Linked DNA regions of Mus musculus: all the other regions are linked to region 7. A link is a contact called in public Hi-C, HiCAR-type and HiChIP or PLAC-seq data. All regions are on one chromosome and are shown on one strand. Each heading gives the region's core, a stretch centred on a gene start, on an enhancer-like site or on the middle of the called end of the contact. The rest is flanking DNA. Distances are from core to core; before and after follow the strand shown. Region 1 overlaps Rhbdd1 (rhomboid domain containing 1). Region 2 overlaps Irs1 (insulin receptor substrate 1). Region 3 overlaps Irs1 (insulin receptor substrate 1). Region 4 has its middle 4.0 kb from the start of Mir6344. Region 5 overlaps Rhbdd1 (rhomboid domain containing 1). Region 6 has its middle 68 kb from the start of Mir6344. Region 7 has its middle 520 kb from the start of Nyap2.

Region 1 (3,110 bases), core at 469-2,968, 770 kb after region 7:
ACAGAGACAGCTACAGAAGACTACAACTGGTCAAATGCAGGGAAAGACAAAATTAATAAAACAGGCGCCAAATATGATGGAATTGATAAACGAAGAATTACAGTTTTGAAAAGATTCATTGCCAGGCAGTGGTGGTGTATACCTTTAATCCCATTATTCAGGAGGCAGAAGCAGGCAGGGCTTGTGAGTTCTAGGACAGCCAGACCTACACAGAGAAACCTTATCTTAAAAAAAGAAGGAAGGAAGGAAGGAAGGAAGGAAGGAAGGAAGGAAGGAAGGAAGGAAGGAAGGAAGGAAAGGAAGGAAGGAGAAAAGAAAGAGAGAGAGAAAGAGATTAATCAAGTGGACAAACCTGTGGCAGACTTTTATCAAGAAAATAAGGTGGGTGAGGCCTGCAGAGGTGGTCCAGTGTTAAAAGCACTTGTTGCCCTTCCCAAGGACTCAAGTTCAGTTTCTAGAACCCACATGGTGGCTTACAACCATCTGTAACACCAGTTGCAGGGGATCCAGTCTGGCCTTCTAACCTGCACAGGCATCAGACATGCACATAGTACATACTCAGAGATGCAAGCAAAACAGTAAAACAAAAAGTCTTTTAAAAAGAAAGTAGAAAGAAAACTTCAGTAAATAGTTTTGAAGGCCAAGCTGTCACTCTAGACAGGGAGGAGACTGGTCATCTTAGGGCTGTATTTTTGTGGGAGAATACGGTTTGCTGCTTTAAGACATCTCACACTGTTTAAAAACACTTAGATACCTATTACTCAAACCTCTTTTTTTTTTTCTTTCTTGTAAAGAAAAAGCCCGAGTTTTCATGATTCAAAGGCTAGAATATAATTTTTCGAGACCCTGGCGTTTCCCTGATGTGGTGAAATTGTTGTTTTCAACCAGATCCCTAGGTTTCTTCAGAGTTTTGGGTTTTATTCAGTGAGGTCTTAGAGAACACTCAGTCCTGGTGTCGGTTGGGAGTTCATGGCTCTGTACCCTTCCAGGGAGGGTTGCCCAGGCTACCTACCTTCTGGACTTTGATGAACCAGTTACTCTCACTTAGAAGGTGGTATAAATAGATACTGAGGGACTTGAACTCTGGGCAGGGGCTTCCTTTTCCTCATTTCTCTAAAGCAGCATTGTGAGGTGTGATCCACCACGGGTAAAAATAACTCGGACTTGCTAATGAAAGACAGTGTGCCCAGAACCTGCTCTCGCAGCACACACTTTTATAGATGCTGAAATGCTCTTGTCAAACAGTATTTTAAAAACTGTCAGAGGTGTGTGTGTGTGTGTGTGTGTGTGAAATGAGTTTTAAATAATTCAGCACTATGCAGGCAGCTGAAAATGACTTTAAAAACTTGGAGTCCTCTTTTGTATTACATAAACAGGAAGGTGCCATGAATTAAAAATGGACTCTGCCTTCCATCCATCAGGTTCCAGTAACCAGTGTGAATGGACTTTTGTTGTTGCTGCTCGCGCTTTCCCATTAAAGAATTGTGGTGCAGTTATCCCAACAGATACTGAACAGTACAGAGTGCTAGCTAGCTTCCTGACAGCAGGTCCTGCCTGCTTTGTCTGACAGGATGGCTCTGCTGTGGTGGCAGCCTCTCCTCTGCTTCCCCTGAGCGCTGCTGCTTCAGAAGTGCCGACCGAGTAGACACGGGAGATAGTGGACTTGGGAGTGAGCAATAGATTGCTCGGTGCTCGCCAGCTCTCCCTTAGTGGCAGAACTCCACTGGAAAGGAGCTAATCAAAGTCGCTCCTGTGTTCAAGCGCTGAACAGCAGTGGGAAAGCGGCGCTCAAGAGTCACGGGGAGTTCTAGCCACATGTATCATTGGATCATTAGTCACCCTTCTCTTGCTCTTCCTGTCCCATTTCTTTTTTTAAGGTGTGACAAAGAAAGCCTTTTTTTTTTTTTTCCTCCTGTGAAAACTCTTAGGTGGAAAGTTTAATACCGCACATCCCTCCTGGCAGAGCGTAGCAAAGCACTATGATTTTCTGAAGGCCAAGCGGTTTTTTTCTCTGGAGCTTCCTGCTTGTGACTGGCGTGGGTGTTTTCTGGGGATAAGAATGGGAGTGACTGGACCTCTCTCTGATCTGCATATCTCTGAGGAGTTAAGTGGCTTTCATAATGGAATATTTCATGTGTGTTTCTCGGGCTTGGGAAGTGACTGAAACCCACAGAGAAATTTGGTCGGTAGAGTGAAGCGGAATGCACTGGTCTTCAAACACGGTGCTGAAAACCTGAAGCATTGGTACCTACAGTTAACTTTAAGGGTTTGCCCTAAGAAACTAACTGTGAGAAACACACCCAAATCTATAAATTCTACCCTGCTGTCTCTGAGAGTACACTGCATATGAGAGCCATCAGGTGCTTGGAGCTCACTGATCATGGACTATTTAGCACACACTGTGCAGTGACACTCCACAGTGCTCCACCTCTTTGTCACATGGACCCTAAGCTACTGCCACCCAGTGGGAGATGCTGGGCTGGTGAATGGGGGGGGGGGGAGGTTGGGGGGGTTTCTTCCTTACTGGCTACACATAGCTCAAGGGCATTCTCAGAGCTCATTTTAATGACTGGCCCCAGCACCCTTTTGATCTGGATTTCTTAGGTTTTTGTTGTTGTTGTTGTTGTTGTTGTTGTTTTTATGTAATTGTTTCTAAGGTTAGGCTAAGACCTAACAGAGAAAAGGCAGAAACAGGTATAGAAAATAGTGATAGTGATTGAAGACACCCTATCAAAGAGGAGTTGAAGAAGTCCTGCATTGTTTTTGGTTTTTGTTTTTGTTTTTGAAATGCTTCGCTGAACACTGCAGATCAGCAGCATAGATTATGTTTTGGAAGTGTTTTCTGGTTCAAACCTGTGTATGATATCGTTAGGCTTGAGCTACATGAACGGTTTTGTGGCTGATTGTCATCACTGTGGTTGCTTTCTTGTTCCTCTGTGCAAACTATGAATCCAAATTAAAGTTTCCCAGGAACCTGCAAATCCATCCAAGGCTGCGAAGGGCATTTCCTTAGCCTCCAGGCATGGATTTACTAGTCAGTTTTCACCTTTCTAGGTCCCTGAACTGAGCGCCACACCCAGTTTTTGCTTCTCACTGCCAGGGGCGCTGGG
Region 2 (2,918 bases), core at 218-2,717, 680 kb after region 7:
TTGATGACAAGTTTTCAATTTAACAAGGGTTTTTATGAGCACCAACTGGGGACAATGGAGCCCACTCAGACACAGCTCACAACTTTTAGTAAGAAAAGAAGCCCGGAAGCCTGCAGCCACACAAGAATAAGAGTTGTCACTTTACCTCGAGAAAAGGAGATCTTTCTGAAAGAGTGGCTGGGGTAAGGATGCTCGAACCTGCAACATCAAACGCTACCCTGCCCTTCTGGTCATTTAGATGTATTTTTTTCTAACTTATAATTCATAAACACAATTTACTTATGCTGGAAATTTATTCAGAACTCTTTAGTGATGTTTTCTAAGTACCTCTGTCATTATTTTTTTTAAATATTCATCTTGAGTAGGGGGAAGGGAACCTAAAATCCCTGATCTATGAATAACAGTAAATCCTATCAGTGGGGTGAAAAGGGAGCCAAGTGAAGCTCTATTCTTATAAAGGAGGCTCAGTGGTTAAAAAGTCCACCTAAAAGGAGCCAGTGAATGAACTCGAATTTGGTGACTTTGTGTGTATGTGTGTGTGTGTGTGTGTGTGTGTGTGTGTGTGTGTGTGTGGCATGCTTGACAATGCAAGGACACTTTTCAAGTGCCCATCTAATACACTGGAGTGAGAAGCAGGCTTTGAAAACATAAAGACATTCCTCCAGCGAGTTTCACGCTGCAGGCTAAAAGCACCAGCCATTCATTTTTCCATCTCGAGAAACATTCTTCACCCAGTTCAAAGGCAGAGAGACAACAAGCCCGCACACACTTTCTGAAGGTCGTCCCTTGTAGGGACTTGTGAGGGACCAAAGGCTTAGGCTACAAAATATTTTTTAAAGACCTAGTTTTAGGAAGGCTACCTTTTCATTACACTCTAGTTCCCACCTCCTAACTTAACTTTCTTCCCAACCCCCAAGCACACACACACTCCCTCTCCTCTTCCCTATTCTCTCTCTCTCTCTCTCTCTCTCTCTCTCTCTCACACACACACACACACACACACATATACACACACACACAGAGGCACACAGACAAATGGCGAAGTTTAGGCAAAGCAGAAGGTTTTTAATATATTCTCAGTGATTTCCAAGGTATTCAATTAATAGCTTCAGCAATTATTTCGTTATGCATTCTTTTAAAAGCATGATATTTACACACATTCCTTAACCTAAGCAGGGGAGTGGGACCTGCTTTGAAAGGGAGTTACCACTTAGCTGCGATTCAGAAAGTGCATTGGGATTGGGAGGAAGGGGGCAGGTGGGAGGGAAGGGTGGATGGGAGCCCCCAAAATCACAGCATAAATAGCACCAATTCAAGGAGCTGCACATAATACTCTAGAGGCCCATCCCCTCCCACCATCAAATGTATTTTTATACAGCATCCTGTTTTGTTTTGTTTTGTTCTCTGACCTCAAGAGCATTTAAGGCATTTGTGATTCTGGTAAGAGAAAAATGTAAACACTGACTGCTGGGAGGGCTGGGCAGTGTTCACTGCAAAGTATTTGCCCTGGTTGAGACTCAACAAACCCTATCTCTGTACTGCCAGGACCTACAAACCCTTTCTCTGTACTTCCAGGACCTGCATTTAGGCTCTTCCAATGCATTTAAAAGTCCCTTTACAGCCCTTGCCTCTCACCTCTCCCCATACAATCCGGTTCTCATCTGGTCCAACTTCCTGGGTCTGCAGGTCAGCCACTGGAAAGGGGAGGAGAGGAAGGTAGGGAGAAAAGGGAAGGGGAGGGAAGAAAAGAGGGTCTCTGCCTTTAGGTTCCCTTCCATTGACACCTTGGCTCTTAGGTACTGTGCCAGCCACCTGAGGACTATCTGCAAGTTTGTGACACAAGTTGTCACCTACAAAGTTCATGTGCTATAACTGTACAAGCAAGTCCCTGCCTCCTCCCCCCCCCCCCAACTGCCTAAAAAAGAAAATTTCCTAAGTTTTAAATAATTTTCTAATTTTGGTTGGGCTGTATTAGGAGCTACAATTCTCCTGAGGCAGGATGGGAAGGTGAGTGAGACAGAAATTTCACAGGCCAGCTAGTCTGGTTCGCACTGCAAAAGACAAGGAGACCCTGTCTGACCCTGCCACACACAAGGAAGGTATGAACTAATACTTGAGGTTGTCGTCTGACCTCTAAATACTATTGCACACACAAACATGCAAACATAGGCATACGTGTGCACATTGTACACATACATACATACATACATACATACATACATACATACACACATACATACATACATGTTATACAGACACAAGGAACAATGTAAAAGTTAGACATGGCTGTATGACTTAGGCTTTAGAAAACAGGACAGGACCAAATGTGACAGGCAAGGAAGCTAGAGAGTCTTTATGCTCAAGTACTGGTTCTCTTGTCTGTGAAATCCACCTAACACCAGGTGAAGTCTTGATCAACCTCCGCTGAGTATGGCCCTATCAGCAGGAAGCACTACCTGGAGCATCATTTGAAGATGGGCAACTTCTACCTCACCTCCGACTACCCAGGCAGACAGGCAAAAGAACTGCCCAGTAGAGTCAAAAATAGCAGCCCACAGAACTGAGACTTAATAAATATTTGATATTTTAATGAATCTGGTTTTAGAATGGTTTGTTTTACTCCAAAAGCTAAACAACACATATACCATATCCAAGAAAATATGTAACTTCACATGTAAGACTTTTCATTCCTACTTATTCCAGACAACTAGAAGAAAATGAACATAATTACCATAAGTATATTTTTATGAGGAAATGTCAGCAACGGTGAGCAAATATTGATAAGCACTGAATAAGTATGCATTCTCATATTCTTGAAAGTTTCTCTTTTGTAACATAAGCTATCTCATTTCCATCAGTCCTGGACCACACTCAGTTAAAAAAAAAAAAAAAGATGGATGTCAGTCATATATGTTTCA
Region 3 (2,928 bases), core at 21-2,520, 650 kb after region 7:
GGGAAATGAAGAGAGAAGTTCGAGAGTTCAAAAATGCCTCTTGAGCACTGGTTTGTGCTCCAAGATGGGAGCTGTGATGCCCGAGGTAGCAACATGCAGTATCTTCTTCCATCAGTTCTCCACTTCGTATTTTTACGACAAGGTCTCTCACTAAATCAGAAATTCGCCTGAGTGAACTATATTAGCAGCCCAGCAAGCCTCAGGGATCCTCTTGTCTCCACCTCCCAACGAGGGGATTACCTATACACACCACCATGCCCAGCGTTCTTAAGTGGGCTCTAGACACTGAACACAAAGGCTCAAGATTGCACAGCAGGCACTTTATGGGGAGACATAACCTTCAGTTTCCAAGTCTGCCATTCTCTTATTTACACAATTACTTCCAAGTTCATGCCACAATCATCCATTCCTCTGGCTTCCACCCCATTGCTGCTGCTGCTGCAATAGTAACACCTGGTATGACTATTTCAAAACTCACATCTTCTAGAATGTTGATATATTGATGCTCATCTACAACATACCCTGAGAAAACTTTTTTTTAAACCATTCCTCAGTCTAGTAAACAAGCCCACCAAATTAAAGAATAGCAAATCCAAACACACCAGTTGCAAATGGCATTGCAGTTCTTGCAGCGAACAGGTATCCCTTAGTTATAACACTTGTTACTACACAATCTGAGATGGGGACATGGAAGTGTCACTCTACTTGCTAGACTTGCAACACTAATAGGATCCTGTGACTGACAGTCAGAACTCTGACAAAGTACCAGAGAACTAAACAGCACTCCAGAGCATTCCTTCTGCCAGCCCTGCCAACCATCCACGTAAGGAAAAGGAAAGCTATGACCAGAGAGATTCAAAAGTTTGGTGCACAGGAGAATCTATTTGGGCTTTAGAAGGTGCGGTTGGGAAGTATCAAGGCAAGCTGGAAGCAGGTGAAAATAGAGAGTGTGAAAGTACTGTCTATTCTAAATCCTCCTGGAGATCACACCAAAAGAAAGAAAGAGTGGAATGAAGGTTAGAGGTAAGGACTGAGATAGTGCTATTTGATGTTGGAAAATGGAAAGGCATTTAAGCTCCAGAAAGAAAACTTCTTTTCAAACTGGCCAAGACTGAGCTGGCAAGCCTGGGTTCCATGATCTTAAATGGCAAAGGGTAACCAAGCAGGCCAAACCAATGCTTTAATGGACCTGCCTAAATACCACTCGTGCCTGCTGCCAGTCACATGGGGAGAATCGAGCTGGAGAAAATAACAAGGTTGCTGGCCAGACCTTGACGGGCACAGAGTTGCCAGGGAGAAAATCCAGGATGGAGTGCCAACATGTGAGAGGCCATCTCGCTCCAATTCCTCCTTTGTCGCCACAAAAGACCTGGCAGGGCTGGTGACTTCAGGAGACCACCAACGAAGAAAGCCAAGCTTTATTAAAAGGACATATCAAGATCTACTAAGGAGGCAATGGAGCCATTTGGTTCCTCTGTGGCCTGCTAGGGTGAGTGCTGCCATCATGGGGGAAGGGGGAGTTTCTTCCCTGGCTTGCATGAGGCTCTGGAAACTGCTCAAAATAATTAAGGATGAGAAAAGAAATTTAAACAGAGATGCTCACTTCTCAGTAAGGAAAGGTTTGGAGTCAATCATGGATTAAATAAAACTCAAAAACAAAATATTTTAAACTGAAGCTAGAGAGATGGCTCAGGGGTTAAGGACACTGGGTGCTCTTTCGGAGGGGGGGGCAGTTTGAATCTCAGCACCCACATGGCAATTCACAACCATCTGTAACTCCAATTCCAGGGCGTTGGTCACCCTCTTTGGCCTCTGTAGGCACCAAGAATGCATATGGTGCACATACCGTGCAGGTAAAACACTCATAAACATAAAATAAAAGTAATTTTAAAATCTTCTAAAGTTACTTTTAAAAAGTCATTTTGCATTCCTTTAATCAATTAAGGGGGAGCACAATAATAAAGCAAATGGCACCGAAGGCATAATAGTGCTCCTAGAAATCGGTAAATCAAAATGCCTTCAATGTTTCCATCAATACCGTACGTTACTATGATTAATAAATTTTGACAACTTGACCAATCTAGAATCACCAAGGAGACACACCACACCTCTGTGCATGTTGCTGAGGAACTTTCTCGACAGCCTAAATGTGGACTTGAATCCAGGAGTGAATGAAAAGGATACAGGGAGCTTAGCAACAGTATCCATCCCTCTCTGCCTCCTGACTGAGGATGCCACAGGACCAGCTGCCTATTGTTCCTGCTTCTGGAACTTTCCCACCATGATAGACTATATCCCTGAATCATTATCCTAAAAGCAACCTCTCCCATCCTTAAGCTGCTTTTGCCACAGCAATAACATAAGTAATATATATGTCCACACACACGACAGAATCAAAGCAGCAAGACTTAGAAAACTTTCTCTAAGGTACATGCAGGACCGAAAGTGTCATGGGCAGGAATTCTTTCACATTCATGGTGTTGTTTCGACAACATTATTCTCTCTTACTAGAAGTACATTCTAATTAGTTCTGAGGTTTATATTGAAACATCATATCACTTTTTGGGTTAGGGTTTTATTTTGTTTATAATGGTCAGAAATACAGGACACAGAGTTTATAAATCTGGCTTGGATACAAACCAATGGATTTGAATTCCACCATGGCCCCCTTTTCAATGTGGTGTAGAGAGAGCAAAAATGTCTGCAACGCAGTTTCTGTAATTGGACAAAAGGGAAGGATGTGGACCTATTGCCACAAACCTTTCTTTGCTCTTAAACACTAAGTAAGTTTCTCATGTGTGCTCTGTCCCTGGAGTCTGATGGCTCCAGGAAAGCAAAGCCCTGACCGGGCATGTGAGGAAGTGTCCGGATACCCAGTTGCTTCACAACCATCATCAGATTTTCCATAACAACGTGTGAATGAGGCTC
Region 4 (3,190 bases), core at 613-3,112, 540 kb after region 7:
TTCAAGACAACACAGCCTCCATTGGCCACTTTTACTTTATTCTATGAGTTCTCCCCTTGACACTCATAAGACTTGGATAAAACTCCAGGTCTGGAGGCATAACTCTGTCAATAGAACACTTACCAAGCACTCACCATAGTGAGTTCAATTCCCTAGCATGGCAGAAAAGAAGATGTATAACTCAGTTTTTTGTTTTTTATCTAAAGTGTACAGTTTTGCTTGGTACATTGTCTATGTCAGAGTCTTAATATCCCAGCTATTGATACATTGTACAGTTCTTGAAAGGTAGCCACTTTGAAACAACAGCATGCTGGAATAAGAAATGGATTCTCTCAGTATGTTTGTAGCCTAGAATCCATTTGTATGCCTCCTCATAAAATCCACTTTCTTCTAAACACCAGCCCTCTTCTTTGTTAGCCTGCTACTTTGCAAACCTAACTGTATATCTGTATGCTGAGTCTTATGTTCTTGCATATAAGTCCATTATCCCTGATGCTTTTGCTCCACAACTGAACTCCCTGACTAGGTAGCTAGGAAGACTAAACCAATCATCATGAGTGAACATGGAGTCTACTTGAGGACTCTCTGCTACTATAATGGGCAGATTTTTATTTTTACTTTTTTACTTTTAGTTTATGGTCCCTACAGCATCCCTGCCTTTGGAGAGTGAGCACAGTTCAATGGCTGTCTCAGTACACCATGTGGTGCTAAAATAGCAGCTCTGATCCAAGTGAGGCCGCTTGGAGATCCAAGCCTACCTCAGCTTGGCTTTGCCCCAAAATGAGCCAGTTATGCTAGTCCCAGACTCTTCTTGAAGGCAGCAACTGCTCTTTCTCTATAGCCGTAAGCTTTGAGGCCATGTGCTTCTGACACTCTGCAGGCCATTGGACAACCTCCAAGGAAGATGAGGGAAGGCAAGCAGAGAAGGTCCAAGCAAAAGCATAGAGCTAGCAATAGATGGACCTGTGTGTGTGTGTGTGTGTGTGTGTGTGTGTGTGTGTGTGTGTATCTATCCTATATCCTTGGTGACTCAAAATCCACAGAAGAGTGGGTCAATCAAAATCCTCATTCTAAAAACTCTTGTTAGAGTCAGGTAAGCTCAAAAAATAACAATTGGTTTGCAATCAAGAGTCATGTACAGTGAGATAAATATTTTCTAAAATATTTTGCTAATTATTCAATAAATGGAAAACCCATCCTCAGTAAATATTCTAAGATCTATGGTTCTAAATATATATCCATTTTAGACTTGTATAGCTTATTTCTAATGAAGAAATAAGCTTATTTACTCCTTAACTAGCATTCTGTTACTTAAATAAAATTGAATGCTTCCTCCTTGGTGGTAGTGTGTGTAAGTTGTTGTTGTTGTTGTTGGTGGTGGTGGTGGTGGTGGTGGTGGTGTGTGTGACAGAGACAGATAGACACACAGACACACACATAGAGAGATAGAGACAGACGGAGAATTTGTCCTAAACTTAAAATTTATGACTTTTTATGAAGTCAAAATTTATACCTGCTATGAAGAGAAAGCCTTGGCCTTGGCCCACTGCACAAACACTGCAGGCTGGCACTCAGGCATCAGAATGTCTATCTAAGCACAGCAGCAGCAGCCTCACCGTTGACCTTGTTTGAAAACTGGTATGTCAACCCCTTATTTGGTTCTGGTGAGACTCCAAACAAGGAGCCAAATCAAAATGTGTTGATAGTATTTGCTGACGTATCTCAAGCAGTTAGTTATACGGTGAAACGTGAGGCCTGGGCAGCCCTGATTAATTTGAACGAACACCAGAAAAGGTTACACTGCTCTGCAAACAGTTTTTATATAAAAATGTCACATGAAAGGCAGTGGTATTAAAGATTTATGCTGTGGGGTTTGCCTGGAATACATCAGCCGAGCACTGTTGTTCCTTGAGCCATGGATGTAATGGCACTTTCTGGTCGTTTCATCTGAGCCCTGCTTTCTTAGAACTCCATGCTGTCAAAACAGTCCTTTGTTCTGAGTTTATATGTGTAAATTTCTATTAAAAAGAACCATGGACATTTTATTTCTTTTATCAAAAACAAAAGACGAGAGGAGGGTATAAGAAATGCTGACAAAGCAGACTGGCTCCTGGGAACGCAGTGGTTTTTACATATAAGATGTACTTGGAGAGACTGGGGAGATAGCTCCGTGGAGCATGAGGACCTGAGTTTGATCTGTGAAACCTACATAATAAAAAGCCAGGCATGGTGATGCACACTTATAATCCAGGGCTGGGGAGGCATAAACAGGTTCCTCCCTGAAGCTTGAGCTCACTGCTCACCTACCCTACTCACTACTGGGCAAGCTGCAGGCCAGTGAGAAAACTAGTCTCAAAAAAGAAAGACGTCAACGTGGAAAGAGCATGAGGAGCAACATCCCAGGCTATATGCTGGTCCTAACGCACATACAAGTGTATGTATGTAATGTACCTATAGCTACACAAACATGCACACAAGCAAAACAAATGTGCTTGGAAATTCTGCTAGTTACACTAAATAATCACCTATATTAAACAAGACCCCAGAAGGATTCATGAATGTGTTTTCTGCCCTAACAGTAGCCCTTTATGAGAGATGTTCATATCTAAGGTTGTGATTTTAACACCAGAAGCAAAAATAAGCCACCTCTAGATGAACATGTCTCAAAACAGTTCAGAGCAGAAGAGGGCCAAGCTGTGATTCTGACCCTTACCCTGCAAGCTGAAGCACCTTTATACCTTTAAGAGGAGTTAAACTAGATCTACCACAGCCTTATACTGTAAAAGGCCAGCTATGTTCTTTTTATAGGCAGGGGAAGTCACTGCATACCTACAGACTATTCTGTTGCTTTGCAGGTTTTTTACCATTCTGGCATGTCTTTCCATTTTCATTCCTGCTTCCTATTGCTTAATGTCAAGAAATAAGAGTAGGGGGAGTTTCACAGCATAAAAAGTAGTAGCTTTCTTCACATAAAACCTATTTAACTAATCATCTTTTGTAATATCAGTGCACGGTTTACTTGGGGAAGGTGGACATTATGATGAAATTTTAAGACAAACTTACCATTTCAAACCATTTAGCATATCAGTTATTGGACAATCTCAGAGTAGGAGACATCAACAAATTAACACGTGCTGTGGCTTGACTGTGACCTGTCTCTATAAGCTTGACTGTTTGGACACTTGGTTCT
Region 5 (3,194 bases), core at 217-2,716, 790 kb after region 7:
GTTTATTGGCTTGCTTCTGACAGCTTATCTAGTATGCTTTTTTTTTTTTTTTTTTTTTAAATCCAGGGGTGGCACCACCTACAATGAACTGGTCTCTCCTATGTCGATAATCAAGAAGTGCCCTTAAGGGTTGCCCAGCCCTGGGTATATTAGTTGAAATTCTTTCTTACCAAATGAATATAGTTTGTATCGAGTTAGCATAAATCTAACCAGCACAAACACCAGTCCCATTGAACTGTAAGAAGTCTACATTTTATCTGGTTATTTCTTCCTGGGGCATTTGATGCGTCTCTCTATTCTCTATCTACTAAATATTATCAATCAGTCACATTAGGAGCTCGTTAGACTCGGACTAGCCAGTGTTAGCAGGAAGATGACATAACTACTGTTAAGTCCTTTACAGTGGTTATGAGGTGTTAGATACACACCTTCAGGCGATGTCTTCTTCATTTGTCACTAAGGCGACAGGGCTGCTTCCTCTGGTTCCTCTTCTGTGAGACCAGTTGAAGCCCCTTAGGAGTGTCTGAAAGGGAGTGTGTCTGTGCCCGTGGTTCTGTGATCTCCCGCTTGCCCAGTCTTCAGCTTTACCCTTCCTGAGTTCTTCCTGGCAGCAGAATCTGAGGCGGTGAGCAAGTTCCCACATACCACTCTCGGCTTAGGGTTTGGTGGTTTAACTCCTCAGCTCTTGTCTGTACCCGAGGAGAGTTACTGTTTAGACTGCCCGGCCCTTGTGTTTATTGTTGGGGCAGGCCTGGTGTTCTGTGTACTTCTCAGCATTCCACGTAGTGTCTCCTTCTCTGGGGTCTGAGCCAACCACCCCTTAGGGGTTTGCTTTAGAAGCTTCGTATTATTCGTTGTGTTTATTTTTACTTTTTGACTGAAGATACTTTAGAAACAGTAGTTCCAAAGGCTGTGTGCTTGTTTATTTCTCTATGATTCATGAGTTGTTGTTACCATAAGGAATGTTAGTTTAGTAGTTGTGATTTGGTTTTGGGTTTAAAAAAAAAAAAGCCAGCTAAGAGAAATTCGTTGGGAGAAAGAATAACAAACCCACACCATTAGTTTGATACTATTCTTCAGTTAAACACATTGTAAGGTAAGTTATGGGATTAAAGTAGCAACTTTTTAACCTTAGAGTTTTCTAATATTTCCAAACAGTACCCTGCCATAATTACAAGTCCTAACGTGCATGCCAGGAGTAACACGGCCAAAGCAGCCTTTGTAGAAGAAATAGAGAGATCGCTATTATTCCAAGAACTAGTTCATTCCCTATTAACTGAAATTTTGTCTTGTCCTGTTGGCAGTCAGCACTAACAAAGGAGTCCAGGAGGCAGCTGATACCATACCATAGTAGGAAAGCCTTGGTTAAGAGCCATCTCTGAGTCAAAAGGCAGACGCCTGCTAGGAACAGTAGCTCGCTGAGTTTTTTGTTTGCTCCCCACCCCATGCCTTCTCTAATCTCTTCTCCCCTCCCCCACTGTTGTTCTTTAATGGCCTGCCACCAAGTTCAGCTGGCACTGGGCACAGAGTTCTTTCTCTCCTTTCCAACTTTTGTCTGCCACCTAGGGCCTGGGGCTGGTGAAATCTGGAACCCCTTGCTGATGTGTGGGGTGCTTGTGCATATCTTCTGTTAAGTTTCTGAAAAGCACACGGCCACATCCACACTGGCTGCCCTGTGAAGATTGGGCAGCGCTACACCAGACAGTGTGCTGGGCTGCTCCTTAGCCATATGTGAAATCAAGGCAAAATGCACTCCAAAAGCCTTGGCTTGACAGTGAGACAGGCTGCCATGACCGAAAAGAAATAGACTCCCAATTAATATCTAGCGCTTTTGCTGTTGATATCTTTGAGTCCTGTTTCTACCAACCATATATTCAAGGAGATCAGCTGAGGTGTGATTTAAATGGGGTGGGGGGGTGTTGTGGTTAACTTGCAAATTTCTCCTTTCTATGTGGCACCATGAAGGCACATAAAGGTAGTGTTTGTCTTGATTATTTTATTGTATGGGAAATTATAAGAAAGGTGGACTAAATTGTATTCAGTGCTTTTAAAATCAGTTATATTTACTGCAAAAAAAAACAAAAAAGGTTTCACTGTGACATACTCATATTTACAGAAGCACTTTGATGATGTTGACCCACCCCACTGCTCAGTCCAGTTCTGTTATTTCATAGTTTTGTTATTTCCAGTCGGAGGAAAGCATGGCCAGGAAGTGCCGTGGAATAGAGAGGTGAGTGTTTGAAAGTTAGGGCTCCTGTTGTACAAATGAAGGACTCCTGGGAGATAAACACACACAGCTCTTTGAGGAAGACCTGCTTTTGATAAGTACACACAAAGTGGTAATATCTTAGCTGAGCGACTATGTGAGCCTTTCTTGGCTTAATTCAGTCATACGCAGTTGGTGATTTATAACATATGCAAATTCCAGCTGCTGCCTTGCTTGGCTTTGGAGCACTGCAGCTAGGACAGAGATGTATAGCTAAGGCTAATTCTGCATGACCACTTAGCTTTTCTTTCTTTCTTTCTTCCCTGTAATAATAAAAAGAAGTACCATCTGCCAGATTGTCTCAAAGCAATTTCAGTGCAGAACAACGGTTGCCTTAAATTACTGGCTATTTCTCGCTTCTCTTCATGTCCAGGGTATTCATTTCAATGACAAAAGTTTTCCCTTTAAGACCGTGTTTAGGTGTGAAATTGTGCATGTAAAGAAATAGAAGTATTGCATATGACTGTTCATCTGTGACCATGGAAGAGGAGTAACAGAGAAATCAGAATTCTGTGTGGGTTCCTTCTAGAAAGTAGGAGGCTTCTATTTAGGACCACCATTTAAAAGCATTATAGTGTCCCATAAACAATGTAAACATGTTGGGAAATTGACATGAAAAGTTGTATGTGAATTAATTTATAATTTTTCTGAGCCCACACTTGCCATGTATGGAAAGGCACCATTTATATGCTAATGAGCAAGTTGATAATAAAGGTACAGCTGGAACACCAATAAATTAGTTTCCCATATTCCCTCTTCTTCCACCCTGAGACTACTCATTGAGCTGCCTAGTCTCTTTTCAGACTCCCTGTTGCTGTGGGTCCAGGATCTCTCAGTATGCTCCTCAGTGGAGCCTCACCCAGGCCCTCACTCCAGCAGCACCAGGGACAAAGCACCGTAGGCTGCAATTGTGAATAAATCTTGGTTT
Region 6 (3,045 bases), core at 399-2,898, 610 kb after region 7:
ATACAATGAATTGATACTAAAAGAGAACTATTAGACTGACTGACTTGCTAAGATTGGCAATTTCTTTCTCATACCACAGAGCCCCAGAACCCTGTATGCTCAGTCTACAAGACTATGTGTCTTCATAGTCTCAATCTGGTGCCATGAGCCTGAAATGTTCTTGAAGAGCTATTGATCTACAGTCCATGTTTGAAGTTCAAAGAAGTTAATTCTAATGTCAGTAAAAGAATTATCATCATAATCGGAATCACCATTATCAGCGGCAGCAGCAACAGAGTAGATGAATTCATCAACAAGTGGGAAGGCCAGCTGAGCAAATGGTAGCTTTCCTTCTTCATGTCCTTTCATCTGAACTGCAACCAGAGCATTCTACCTACATTTAGGGTAGGTCCCCCACATCGATTGATGCAATGAAGACAATCCCCCACAAACATGCTCAGGGGCCAACCCAGTGAACACACTCTTTCAATAAGACTCTCTCTCTCTCTCTAGGTGATTCAATGTCTTGTGAAGCTGACAACTAAAAGCTAACCATCAAGGTAGGCAGTCATTCTACCATTGGTACATACCAGCCCTGGAGATCTTAACTGAACAGATGAGAAATGAGAGAAATGGGGCATTATAGCCCAGGAACCTTCATTTAACAAATGAGAAAATGCAGAAATGGGAGCTGAAGAGTTAGAAGAGCTGTTTGCTCTTGCAAGGGACAGGAGTTCAGAACCCAGCACTGATACTACAACTTACAACTATCTGTATCCAATGCCCTCTTCTGGCCTTAAGGGCACAGGAACACAAATAGTGCATATACATGTAGGCAAGCACTCATACACGAAAAATAAACTTAAGCTAATCTTTTATAAAAGACAGAAATAGACATTAGTTTTCTTTGTTATGTGTGCCAATCTGTGTGTACGTGTGTGTGTGTGTGTGTCTGGGTCTGGGTCTGGGTGTGTCTGTGTGTGTAAGACAGGAAAAAAAAAAAAAACCTTGGACGTCATTTGTCAGCACTGTTCATCTTGCTTTCTTTCAGTCAGGCCCCTCATTCGCCTGGAACTTATAAAGTAGACTAGACTGGCTAGTCTGTGAGCCTAGTGGATCTACCTGCTTCAACAAGGGGACTCCACATCATGCCCTGCCTGATTTCTAAATGTGAGTTCTAAATTTCAAACGCAGGTCTTATGCCTACAAATCAAGGACTTTAGCAACTGAGCTACTTCCCCCACCCCGGGCCGGGGGTAAGTTGTTGTGAACCACCTGGATGCTTTAGCCAGCTATTACCACACACCAACATAAGGCTTCATCTTCTTGTTGTTTGAGCCTTTCTTACTTTGCTGTCCCGGTTTCCTTTATTTCAATAACAATTTGGCTCAGCTTGCTAAAAATACCCTTTTGTGCACTGTTGGTATTTTGTTTTGTTTTGTTTTTCTTTTTGGTTTCATTGTTACTCTGAACCCTAATTTTTGTGGTGAGACCAGAAAAGGCTGGTGCACTGGTAGCAAGCACATTTGTTTGAGGCTGGTGTGGCATTATGCAAACCTAGCTGTGAGGCCACAGCTCTGATGATTTCTGCAGTCCCGTTCCTTAATCACACACTCCTCTGGAATTTATTTCTGCCCAGGCAGAATCTGGGTATTAAATGCTTTGAGTTGCTATTCTTAGAGAGCCTCTATTTTTAGCAACAAACTGTCTCTCTGAGGTGCATACAGCTGCTCATTCACACTAAAGCCTTTTCCACAAAGCTCACATTCTCCTCCCTTCTTTTTGAGGCCCAAAAGGCCTCTGAGGAAAAACAAACAACATGGGTTATATTTAGTTTCCTATTCCACTATCATGAAGCTCTAAATCTAGAGGAAGTTATAAATATACTACAAGGAAACCGTTTCTCTCTCTCTCTCTCTCTCTCTCTCTCTCTCTCTCTCTCTCTCTTTCTCTCTCTCTCTTTCAATAGTACTATAACTCCACACTGAACTGTGGCAAAAGAAAAAGAAAAAGGGAAAAAGAAAAAAGAAGACGAGGGAGAGAGAGAGAGAGAGAGAGAGAGAGAGAGAGAGAGAGAGAAAGTAGAAAGCTACTCATATTAAAGAAGTCACATGAATTAGACCTTTAGAAGACACTGTCCTAATGAGGAACCAATAACACTAAGAAATGCTTAAGACAGATCAAAAGCGTTTTTAATATTCATAGAAAGTGGAAGGAATGTCAAAAATAACAAATACCACAAGCTGAACGGCTCTTGTGTTATATGTTTACTCTCTGAGAACATGCACTGAAGCAAACTGGAAGACGTAAGGGGATACCTTTTCCGCATCCCACAAACTGCAGGGCGGGCAGGCGCATTCCCAGCAGTGCTGCCAGATGAACCTTCCCCTGTTATCTCAAGGGCTTCCTCTTTTACTAACACAGAAGCCCAGAAAGTCTTCAGTGTGCTTGGAACTCCCAGCCCATGAAAAACCCAGTACCTGCTGCCAGCCAGTTGCCCTGAGACCAATTCTCTCTCCCTCCTGACCAACTGTAACTCATTTTCAAAACCTCTCTGGTGGGAGCGCCAGTAACCCATCCAACCCTTCCTCGGCGCCTCTTCTCATCTGTCTCAAAAGGATCCAGAGTCTTGACACACATCTCTTGGTCTGTACCTGCTTCTCCAGTTAGCTTGAGGAGTATTACAGCGGGGCGGGCGGGGGAGGGTGGGGTAAGACAGGGGGTGCTCTGCTAGGTGGACAACTTTTTGTGGATCTCCAGGCTTTTTTTTTTTCTGTTTTGAGGGGAGTGGACACACATCTTAAGGGGTTGAGTACCTTCTACACTTCCATTTTGCCATCTGAAAAATTTGTCGAAACGAATAGTATAAGTCATTTATGTAAATACCCAAGCCACGATCCTACTCGTGGGAACAGCGGCTCTATGAATGGACATAATTTTTCTTATTCACTAGCCTGAATTCCCCTTTCAAGGCTCATCATGAGCTCTGACATCTTCCTTTCTTCTTTCCACCACCCTCACTCATTGGTCCCTACCCACCCCCGCACCCCATCCCGCCTATAAATT
Region 7 (3,232 bases), core at 324-2,823:
GTAAAGAATTAGACATATTTATAGCTTCCGATATAAAAACTTTCTGTCTCATAAATACATAAAATCGTCATATATATATGGAATTTAGATGTTTAAAATCTGTCTCATAAATACACAAAAATCAAGTTATATATATTTGGAATTAAGATGTTTAAATGTTATATGGTTCCATATATGTACACAAAAATAAGGTGCATATGATCATAGCATAAAATTTACTCCTTCTGGGGAAAGGAATAATTTGGAGCAAGTGGGATCTCATGGAAGATGCCATTGTTTTATATTGAATTTGGGTAAAAGCTAGTCTGTTTGTTGCTGTTAAATTGTTTTGCCTTGTAAACTTTTAGTGTAAAGAGGCAGACAAAGCTGTGGGCATACACATAGGTCCACATTATCGTGTACAAAAGTGTGTTCCACATCAGGCAAGACTTTTTAGACAGCTACGTTGTATTTCTGGAGACTGCACCTAATGCCCAGGAAGTCTCTTTGCTTCCCATGCCTTTGTTGTGGGACCAAGCCTCATGCTGAAGTTTGCAAGGCATATAGAGCTCTGCCCAAATGTTAAGGAGGACCCACATACAGGCCTCCTGGATAGGTAGGCATTTCTTGTCTAAAATATAGAAGGGTATTTTTACACCTTGCTCTGTTGCCCTTAGAAAAAGACAGATTCTCCCCAAATCACGGAAGTGTGTGTGTGTGTGTGTGTGTGTGTGTGTGTGTGTGTGTGTGTGTGGTGTGTGTGTGTGTACTTGATGCTTAAGGTTAATTACACCCAAGAAAGTTAGCTAGTGTCCCTTTGGGGGTGTGTCTGGATAAAAATGTCCCAGTCCTGGGCCATTCATTTTAGGATGCTGAGACGGTTTAATAAGTACAGTAACATTTGGGAGTGGGAGGTAGAATTTTCCTCTATAGTCATAAGGATATCATATAGGTGGTAGTGGAGGTGGTGGTGATGGTGGTGGGGTGGTGCTTCTGCTGCTGCTGCTGCTGGTGTGTGTGTGTGTGTGTGTGTGTGTGTGTGTGTGTGTGTGTGTGTGTGGTGTCCATGGAGAGGACTAAACCTGTACTGAATACCATTCTTCAAATGCAACTACACTTAAATATCCATATATTAAAATATACATGCCCATTTTCCGCTCCTACATAAAGGAGCCAGGCACAGGCCGGTCTCTTTCTAGTTGATCTTAATCCCTCTCCCCTTCAGCGTGGCCAGGAGCACCCCTCTCTTTGTAATAAATAGCTCTGAGAGCAAGACATTCATTCTGTCCCCTTTGATCACCTTGGAGCTGTCAGCTTGTGCTGCTGTTTGCCTCCCAGCTCTTGTTCCTGCCTAAAAGTGGAAGTAATGCCCCCTGAAAGAAATACCCTAGGTGTCCCGCAAGGCTGCAATCTATTTCTTCTTTTGTTGCATACGCCCCCTGGGGCCCGCCCTCCCAGCTTGAACAAACTCCTCTCTTCTTCCCCCCTCTCTATATCTTCGAAATTCTAGTTCCTTCTACAGACACTCAGCTGTGCTCCTGTGACGCCCCTAGGCCAGACTGTCTGAGAAGCTACCACCCTGCCAGACTGGGGAGGCTCCTCCTGGCTCCTCCTCCTTCTGCTAGTCGCAGACTCCGCAGAGCTCCGCACTGCAGGCTTTTGTGGTCACGGATCCTACAATCTTCATCAGAGAAGGCTAGCATCATGTCCCTGTAACTTAACCAGCAACTGATCTCCCCTAAATGCCCTCGTTTCCCTGCATTGACTAGAGACTTGGGATGCCTCCTCCCTCCCAGGAACTCCTTGGGCTGGCATTAGGGGCCCCCAATTTTGCAGTCAGCGTTTGAGTGGTGGGGAGTGGCGCTGAGATCGGGCTCAGCTGCAAGCCTTTGCTGATGCAGGGCTGGGAACACATTTGCAAGCTCTCTTCCTGGTTTATAGCGGAGATTATAAGCAATCTGTCTCCTCTCTTATCATCGCGTCAGGCCTGTTGTATAGTTTGTAAATATTGCTCAAGTGAAATAATTTGCAAAAGTAAACAATTGGGAGAAAAGAATATGGACCGTGAGGTTTGTCTTTAATGTATTTACAGGACAGGAAAGGGGTCTGGGATGAGAAAATTATGGGGTAGAATGGGGAGGGGAGGGAAGAAGAGGGGAGAGTTGACGACCAGAATGCTGATGATTCTGTGATGGCGACATAACTAATTAACTGTAATGTCGCTTAAAAGCTTCTGGCTCTCCCTGACATTGTTCGAAAGTATGCATTATTTTAAAAAGAGCTAAGATGTAGGGGGTGGTTGAGTGGCTTTAAAATGACTGAATACCACTCATTGTGCTGGATAAGAAAGAAAGAAAGAAAGAAAGAAAGAAAGAAAGAAAGAAAGAAAGAAAGAAAGAAAGAAAGAAAGAAAGAAAGAAAGAAAGAAAGACGAAAACCGACAAACTGCAGTGGAAATAAATACAGCATTGCAGGTTGGTGTGTGAGGCTACAGCTGGGGAAGCCAGGGCTGTTAAGTGGAAAATTCCTGAAGAGGACATATTTCTGTTTCCAGTGGGAAGAAAGAGAGTGTTGTTGGGAGCTGGCAGTTCTTTATAAAATACAAGAGTACCATGATGATGACCAAACGACCTAACTGAACTGAGAGAAATTAACCAAACAAATAGCTTTACCTGTTATACTGTATTCTTAGAGACTGCCACAGTCTCCTTTCTGGTCCCCTGGGTCTAGACAGAAGGGAGGAATGAAGAGGCTAAGAGAGCTGACAGACAGCAGAAAACTGGAGTGGGGTGGGGGTAGGGGGTGGGGAGTAGGGGTGCCTTTGCTCCTGAAACAAACACATACTCAGAGAGCCGGTCCTTGGGTTCTCAATACTGAGAAACCAGTGTTATCTGGAGGATGCCCATTGTAGGAACACTCTTGTTGGTCCTGAGAGGACTTTCCCAGAATTCCTGTTTAGGGGAACTTCAGAGAGATGTCACTGCCATCCCTTCAAGGGTAGTTTAGATTGCATCCCTAAGATGCAAAGAGAGGAGAGCAGAAAGCAGGTCCTCAGCGATGCCCCACCCCCGACCCCCGTGAAAGTTCCTTGTACACTTGGAGAGCACATTCCGTCTAAGGCATCCTGCTGCAGAGAAATCAAAGCCAAGAAGAAGCCTTGGTATTTTTCCTTCTCTGCAAAGTGTTTGTCAGGAAGTCAAGGGTTCCGGGGGGCAGGGGAAGCCTGCAGAGGATGCTCTTCATCAGGGATGCT

Evidence for each region. Hi-C and Micro-C count contacts between places; a contact is called where the count stands out from the background. HiCAR-type assays count read pairs that join an accessible place to other places. HiChIP or PLAC-seq counts read pairs in DNA pulled down with a chosen protein or histone mark.
Region 1: a Hi-C map of cerebral cortex shows a contact between it and region 7, with 4 times the contacts expected there. The contact joins two enhancer-like sites. A contact is called at or near these places in 1 of 484 Hi-C or Micro-C datasets (cerebral cortex), 1 of 115 datasets of contacts at active chromatin or transcription factors (trophoblast stem cells) and 1 of 9 other capture datasets (embryonic stem cells).
Region 2: a HiCAR-type map of astrocytes shows a contact between it and region 7, with 2.5 times the contacts expected there. The contact joins two enhancer-like sites. A contact is called at or near these places in 7 of 39 promoter capture datasets (cranial neural crest, embryonic stem cells, frontonasal cranial neural crest and 3 more), 29 of 484 Hi-C or Micro-C datasets (the AML12 cell line, the C2C12 cell line, adipose-derived mesenchymal stem cells and 17 more), 18 of 115 datasets of contacts at active chromatin or transcription factors (the 230-238 cell line, astrocytes, craniofacial prominence and 13 more) and 1 of 9 other capture datasets (embryonic stem cells).
Region 3: a HiCAR-type map of astrocytes shows a contact between it and region 7, with 5 times the contacts expected there. The contact joins two enhancer-like sites. A contact is called at or near these places in 4 of 115 datasets of contacts at active chromatin or transcription factors (astrocytes, embryonic basal ganglia, forebrain and 1 more).
Region 4: a Hi-C map of uterus shows a contact between it and region 7, with 2.4 times the contacts expected there. The contact joins two enhancer-like sites. A contact is called at or near these places in 1 of 484 Hi-C or Micro-C datasets (uterus) and 2 of 115 datasets of contacts at active chromatin or transcription factors (astrocytes and craniofacial prominence).
Region 5: a HiCAR-type map of astrocytes shows a contact between it and region 7, with 4 times the contacts expected there. The contact joins two enhancer-like sites. A contact is called at or near these places in 1 of 39 promoter capture datasets (cranial neural crest), 2 of 115 datasets of contacts at active chromatin or transcription factors (astrocytes and trophoblast stem cells) and 1 of 9 other capture datasets (embryonic stem cells).
Region 6: a contact with region 7 is called in an H3K4me3 HiChIP or PLAC-seq map of embryonic basal ganglia, with 5 times the contacts expected there. The contact joins two enhancer-like sites. A contact is called at or near these places in 1 of 15 datasets of contacts at CTCF or cohesin (pro-B cells), 3 of 115 datasets of contacts at active chromatin or transcription factors (astrocytes, embryonic basal ganglia and large pre-B cells) and 1 of 9 other capture datasets (embryonic stem cells).

The regions. Positions count from the first base shown.
Region 1 is chr1:82,357,428-82,360,537 of GRCm38.p6, forward strand. The region is part of intron 3 of Rhbdd1 (rhomboid domain containing 1); the gene reads left to right. Among named protein-coding and RNA genes, the nearest start is that of Gm46095, 13 kb to the right of the region's middle. Within about 2 kb of position 1,719, at least 59 of the 459 cell types and tissues checked have an H3K27ac peak or open chromatin away from gene starts, as enhancers often do. A contact at or near this core is called in cerebral cortex, where this site is marked.
Region 2 is chr1:82,273,059-82,275,976 of GRCm38.p6, forward strand. The region is part of intron 1 of Irs1 (insulin receptor substrate 1); the gene reads right to left. Among named protein-coding and RNA genes, the nearest start is that of Irs1, 17 kb to the right of the region's middle. Within about 2 kb of position 1,468, at least 10 of the 459 cell types and tissues checked have an H3K27ac peak or open chromatin away from gene starts, as enhancers often do. A contact at or near this core is called in astrocytes, where this site is marked.
Region 3 is chr1:82,242,186-82,245,113 of GRCm38.p6, forward strand. The region is part of intron 1 of Irs1 (insulin receptor substrate 1); the gene reads right to left. Among named protein-coding and RNA genes, the nearest start is that of Irs1, 48 kb to the right of the region's middle. Within about 2 kb of position 1,271, at least 17 of the 459 cell types and tissues checked have an H3K27ac peak or open chromatin away from gene starts, as enhancers often do. A contact at or near this core is called in astrocytes, where this site is marked.
Region 4 is chr1:82,134,334-82,137,523 of GRCm38.p6, forward strand. No RefSeq gene overlaps it. Among named protein-coding and RNA genes, the nearest start is that of Mir6344, 4.0 kb to the left of the region's middle. Within about 2 kb of position 1,863, at least 7 of the 459 cell types and tissues checked have an H3K27ac peak or open chromatin away from gene starts, as enhancers often do. A contact at or near this core is called in uterus, where this site is marked.
Region 5 is chr1:82,384,510-82,387,703 of GRCm38.p6, forward strand. All of the region lies in intron 6 of Rhbdd1 (rhomboid domain containing 1), which reads left to right. Among named protein-coding and RNA genes, the nearest start is that of Gm46095, 14 kb to the left of the region's middle. Within about 2 kb of position 1,467, at least 54 of the 459 cell types and tissues checked have an H3K27ac peak or open chromatin away from gene starts, as enhancers often do. A contact at or near this core is called in astrocytes, where this site is marked.
Region 6 is chr1:82,198,478-82,201,522 of GRCm38.p6, forward strand. No RefSeq gene overlaps it. Among named protein-coding and RNA genes, the nearest start is that of Mir6344, 68 kb to the left of the region's middle. Within about 2 kb of position 1,649, at least 67 of the 459 cell types and tissues checked have an H3K27ac peak or open chromatin away from gene starts, as enhancers often do. A contact at or near this core is called in astrocytes and embryonic basal ganglia, where this site is marked.
Region 7 is chr1:81,592,203-81,595,434 of GRCm38.p6, forward strand. No RefSeq gene overlaps it. Among named protein-coding and RNA genes, the nearest start is that of Nyap2, 520 kb to the left of the region's middle. Within about 2 kb of position 1,574, at least 153 of the 459 cell types and tissues checked have an H3K27ac peak or open chromatin away from gene starts, as enhancers often do. A contact at or near this core is called in astrocytes, cerebral cortex, embryonic basal ganglia and 1 more, where this site is marked.